2 separate regions of the Mus musculus genome follow, and region 1 is linked to region 2. Evidence: chromatin contacts called from public HiChIP or PLAC-seq data. All regions are on one chromosome and are shown on one strand. Each heading gives the region's core, a stretch centred on a gene start, on an enhancer-like site or on the middle of the called end of the contact. The rest is flanking DNA. Distances are from core to core; before and after follow the strand shown.

What was found. HiChIP or PLAC-seq counts read pairs in DNA pulled down with a chosen protein or histone mark.
Region 1: an H3K27ac HiChIP or PLAC-seq map of acute myeloid leukemia shows a contact between it and region 2, with 3 times the contacts expected there. The contact joins the enhancer-like site here to the promoter of Lpar1 in region 2. A contact is called at or near these places in 7 of 39 promoter capture datasets (the 3T3-L1 cell line, cranial neural crest, frontonasal cranial neural crest and 3 more), 3 of 15 datasets of contacts at CTCF or cohesin (the NIH/3T3 cell line, large pre-B cells and pro-B cells), 10 of 484 Hi-C or Micro-C datasets (the HPC-7 cell line, cortical glia, cortical neurons and 7 more), 7 of 115 datasets of contacts at active chromatin or transcription factors (acute myeloid leukemia, bone marrow-derived macrophages, craniofacial prominence and 3 more) and 2 of 9 other capture datasets (adipose tissue and liver).

What each region holds. Positions count from the first base shown.
Region 1 is chr4:58,645,503-58,648,468 of GRCm38.p6, forward strand. No RefSeq gene overlaps it. Among named protein-coding and RNA genes, the nearest start is that of Lpar1, 94 kb to the left of the region's middle. Within about 2 kb of position 1,514, at least 35 of the 459 cell types and tissues checked have an H3K27ac peak or open chromatin away from gene starts, as enhancers often do. A contact at or near this core is called in the HPC-7 cell line, acute myeloid leukemia, pro-B cells and 1 more, where this site is marked.
Region 2 is chr4:58,551,931-58,554,697 of GRCm38.p6, forward strand. Lpar1 (lysophosphatidic acid receptor 1) reads right to left here and starts at 1,363. Exons shown (of 4, transcript NM_172989.1): 1 at 1,204-1,363.

The sequences.
Region 1 (2,966 bases), core at 264-2,763, 94 kb after region 2:
TTGTGTTTTCCCTTGTCATTAATAACTCTAAATAATAAAAAGTATTGTTAAAACTTCTAAACCCTCCCCCTTCTGCTGGATATATATGTTGTTTTGTGTTATTAGTTTGCTAGCTCTAACTTCAAGGCTAAAAAGCCCCACATGATCCAGGCCTGGCTCTCTCCACTGCTCCATTCATCTTCCACATGGAGTTACCTTGATCTTTGAACTCTCCAGTTGTGTCACGATGTCCTACTCCATAGTTTTCACAGGTATAGCTAGTCCTTATATTGTGCATTACAATTAAGAAGTTTTCATTGTTCCTTGTATTCTGTAAACATAAAATTTCAAATATACATAGCCCTGGACAGATACTAATCTCTACCAAGCAGAGGCTATAGCTGTCGACTCTGCTCAGAATGCAGCAGTCACAGGAGTCAACACTGTCCCTAGAATACATCAGGGGTTTTAGGTGTAAGCCCATAAATAATCACATAATGTCCTGATTGCTTTAGCCATTGGATTGCCATGTTGCTTGGGTTGTCATTTAAGTGTTTTCTTTTTATACAACTTCAATTTCCTCATTATGTCTTCTAACACTCTCCTAGGACTAATAAGTTGTTCAATGCAACCCATACTTTTCCTTAATTTGGCACCCTTACTTATTCTACTAATTCTTTAACTTATTCCTTGGAAATTTTCTTTTAACGAGGTCTCTTTGTGCAAACCACGCTGGCCTCCAACTCATAATCCTCCTGCCTCAATCTCCCCAGGGCTGGGATTTCAGTCTCTCCACCAGTTGTAATGTTCTTATTACCAAACTGCAGTAGTGAGCAATAGCGCCACGGAGTTCTCACTGTGACTTTGTTTTCATCCTAACCTTCATTCATGACACCCCAATGCTGATCAATGCATAATACGATGCTTAAAACTTGTGTCATCTCCTATTTTTACAATCTTCCCACACTCAAATGGTTTGCTTGTATTTTAAAAACATTAACCTCTCTGCCTTTTGGTGTCTGCTATTTTATGGAGGTTTCACTGTAACTTAAGGTGCTCACACACATAGATTCACTTAGCTTTAAATAGAACTGAGTAAAACTGAGTGAGGGTGATGACTTTCCTTTCACTGGTGTGATTGTCAATGCTGGCAGCCTAACCTAGAATCACCTTGAAAACAAATCTCTGGGCCTGGGTCTGATGGCTTGTTGTTGTTGTTGTTGTTGTTGTTGTTGTTGTTGTTGTTAAGGTTTATTTATTTTATGTATGTGAGTACATTTTTGCCGTCTTCAGACACACCAGAAGTGGGCATCAGATCCCATTACAGATGGTTGTGAGCCACCATGTGGTTGCTGGGAATTGAACCTCTGCGGCATCTCTCCAGCCCCTAAACCTCATAGGATTTTTCTAAATTAAGTTCACTGAGGTGGGAAGACCCAGGCTAACTGTTGGACTGATAAAAAGGAGCCGCAAGCTGAGCACCAGTGTTCGCTATTTCTCCACTCCCTCACGGCAGGTGTCATGTGACCTGCGGGTGTCACGTGACCAGCTGCCTCCTGCTGCTGCCACCATGCCTTTCTTGCCATGATGCACTGTACCCTCAAATTGTGAGCCAGAATTAACCCTTTCTCCCTTCCTTCCTTCCTTAACTTGCTTTTGTCAGGCATTTTCTCCCAGTGACACACAAGCTGATGCCCCTGGGCTGTGAAGGAATGGAAGGCCCTGGACTTCCTGGCAGGACACAAAGGCAGAGGCTTGCTAACTGTGAAATGTAAATCCATTCCTGAAACTTGATGACAGGATATGAGCAACATGATAGGCTCGGCTCCTGGAGGTGCTGAGAAGGAGAAATCCATTTGTGTTTATCAAGCCTGGGAATACCCCTATTTTCCAAAACTGCCTTTCATCTACCGACTTGACTGTTGTTCTCTGCCATTGTTAGTGTGCTTTGGTTGACTGTTGCAGATCGTAGTTGAGCTCTGAGGTACTTTTATACAGAACTATAAAGGTGTTTGTAATTAAACTGTGGTGGTCTGAAGAAGCCAGTTAAGAAATAGCATAGTTTGGGGCCCGACTCATTAGGTAAGAGTACTCACTTTGAAAGCATGTGGGTCTGAGTTCAAATCCCCATCAGCTACTCCATAAAAGCTGAGCATGGCTGACCATACTGGCAACCCCAGCACTGTGGGACAGAGATGGGAAGATCTCAAGCCTCCACCTGCAATAGCACACACACATCACACACAATTAAAAGCCAACCGCATTTTGACTAACAATCAGACACAGGCCTGAGAGACTTCCAATCCCAGGCATACAGCAAACACAAGGCCTACTCTGGGGAATATAAAATTCTTCTATAGGGAGTTCTTGAGACATCAGAGGGGTGTGGGGATTCTAGGAAAAGGCTCATCACTCTATAGTCAGACACAGTGATGGCTCAGATCCTCTCCTTCAGACTTAAAAGGAAATAACACATGTGACAACTGTCAAGGTCAGCCACCTCTGGGTTACAAACCAATAAATCCATTTAACAACAGTCGGTTAGACAGAGTCTGCTTGACCAGATGTCACGACTTCCTGCCACAAGGTCATGTGATCACTACTATGGCTCTATTGCAAAATATGTGCTATTAATAACTTTTCTTTAAAATCCACCAAACATAGGTGCAAGTAATTTGGCATTTTAATACCTGACAATATGTATAAAGAGCCATGAAATATTTGTGTAATTAAGCCTTGAAGTTCTATGTAATAAGAACTTTTTAAAATAACCTGAAAGGTTCAACATGTGAAGGAATTTGCCAACAAGTCTGATGAGCTGAGTTCATCCCCAGGACCCACACAGTGAACCAAGAGAAGTGACTCCTGAGAGCTGTCCTCCGATCGACACGCTACAACACACATGTGATTCCAACACATACACAAAGTAAATATATGTAATTTTTTAAAATCAGAAATATGCACAAAGGTACTAAAATGGATACCCA
Region 2 (2,767 bases), core at 113-2,612:
CAGCAAAGATCATCCTACCCATTCATTTTCCTGATGAGGACACCAAGCCCAGGAGCCCAGAACCCGTTCAGGGTACACCGCTAGGGGACGCTGTGTACAAGGAGGCTCTGATGTGGTTCTGCAAGTCACCCTTCTCAGCCTTTCCGCCTCAAACTGCTTCCCTCTCTTTCTACATTTTTTCCCTCAAATTCACACTCAAGACCAAAGAAAAGGAAAAATAAAATAGAATTTTAAAAAATATTAGAGCCCTGGTGATTATTATTCATGATGTTGCATCTGGAGGAACCAAGGGCAAAAACTAGATGCTATTACAGCTGTGTTTTAATGCAGCTGGCTGTGGTGCACGGGGCCTTAAGCGTAATGTTGATTCCTCTTCCTTGGTATTCATTCCATCTGAAAGAGACTATGTTCTTCCATTTTCTAAGACTTTGAAACCCGGACTTCTGACTTCATAGTCATGTTAGGTGAGCAAAAGACACTTACACAAAAGGATAAGCACGCAGCTCTGTCGAAACGAATAGAGGATTCCGCTTTAATAACTAGCTACCTTCTTCTAGTTGCAGTTAGCAATAGGTATCTCTGACGATGGGTATAGCTTAAGAGTAAAACTTTTCACAAGCCAGTACTCGCTGGAAACCCACATGGAAGGAAAGCTCCGAAGATTTCAACTAAAAAGAAAAAAAAAAGAAGAAGAAGAAGAAACACAGGCGAAAGGAAGAAAGAAAACGGGAGACGAGGAAGAAAGGACTGAGAAAAGAGACAGTCTAGGGCCCCAGCCTGGAAGCAGCAACAAGCCCTGGGTGCCTCACATCAAAGACCAAATGGCAGCAAAGAAAAACAAGCCTAAAGTTTAAAACCATTCACAGTAAAGTCTCCCTCCCTACAGGAGCAAACAGCCGATCAACCCATTCAAGCAAAATCAGGTTTTTCCCCGCCTTGCATTTCCCAGGTACAGACTAAGCCTAGGGCGGCTTCAAGGAAACTTCAGTTTAAATTCCTTAAACTCAAGGGACGACAAAGTCTCTGGTGAGCAGTGAACTGAGCGCGGGACGCGCGGACACCCGAGCCATCTAAGTCGTCGGGGACGCGGCACCAATAAACTTGGGGAGCCCCTTGCCAGCCCTCTCGCGTCCCCAACCCGATCCAGGTAAGCAACAGGAGGCCACCTACGTGTCACTTGGACGGACCCTGGGGCGCACTGACCTGGCCAAAGGTCGGGAGGGCCGCCCGGGCGGCTGCGGCGACTTCCCTCCCGGGCTGAGTTCCACCGGCTGGTGCGGGAGGCCAGGGCAGCCTCGCCTCCTGCAGGCGGCCTCACACACGCGCGCACACCCACCCACTCCGGGCCCGCGGGCGCGCGCACTCAGGCGCTCACGCGCACGGCTACAAAGCGGCGGGTGGTGGGACAGTGCGAGCCGATCGCGCCGATGGGAGGCGGGGCGGTCGCCACCCGCGCCGCGCCAAGGGACACCCGGCCGCCGTGTCTTTACCTGCTAGGTCCAGCTCCGCAGTTCACGCAGCCGCCGGGCCAACCCAACCCAAGCCTCACCCCAGCACAACCCGGAGCCTACGGAGGGCAGCACTGTGCTGGAGGACAAGAGTCACAACTCCCGGGGCTTTACTGCCGCCCAGTTCCAACTTCCCGGGCTCAAGGAACAGGCAGGCAGCAGAAGAGGCACGGGTGCCAGCCTCCTTACCTCTCCTCCTTCTGGCGCTTTCTGCCACATCCACAGAGCACAAGTCAGAAACTCCCCGCACCCCAAAGCGCCTTTCCTCCCAAGCCGCTCTGCTCTCCTTACCTGCGTGGCACCCACAGCGACTCTGCCTCCTGTGGTCCCCTCCCCCAGTCATTCACTGAACTTCCCGCGCTGCTGCAGGTCGGGGAGGGGGTGGGGGTGAGGGGAGCCTAAGCTTTTCATTCAGTACCTTCGCGGCGCTCCCTTGACCCTCCACAGCAGACACACCCACCTCCGTCACCCCTGGCCCCTCCTGTGCTCACCCCAGCGCCAGGCCTCTTGCAGAGCTTTGGTGGACGCCCTGCATGGTGCATGCTTTGTTGCTGTCCCCTCCTCATTTGAAAAGCCCTGGAAACCATCACAGAGCCTGGGGAAAACAAGAAAAGAAAGGGGGGGGGGGGAGAGAGAACTTGGTGTATGGCCTCCTCCGAGTTGAGTTTCTAAACTTTTTCAGGCAGCACACAAAGTTTCAACCAGCACAGCCCTGTACTTCAGGCCATAGAAAAGCAATAGTTGGCTTTGCAATTGCAAATCAAAGCGAGCGTGCCTTTGTGTCCCTAGAGCTATGATTATAAATTTCTCTTCAGCTAGGAGTGTAACTTTCCAAGGGCAAACTAAGATTTTTCATAGGGCAATTAAGGGCAGGGAAGGCACACCTGGAAGTGTAGGCGGAGGCAGGACCTAAGAATCATTTTCTGGAGACTTCCATCTCAGAAGCCTTACCATCACTCAGTAGTAGATGCGGACAGAGAGAGAGGACTCTCCAGCCGGTCTTCACCCACCTGCTTCACACTCCAGGCCCCCAGGGTGTGTTGAGTCATCAGAATTTTCTGCCTCAACCCACAGCGGAGTCCTCCACACATCAAAAGCAGATGCCTGGGAGTAAAAGCCTGAGGGACATCTAGGGTTGTAGTACCACAGAAAAGCAGGACTGGCTGGCGGCACCGTAGCTGACAGAAAATGAAAGGCAGCGAGGGAGTGGATGGACAACCCCTTGCTTCGTACAAAGAGGTCGCTGCCTAGCAGCTATG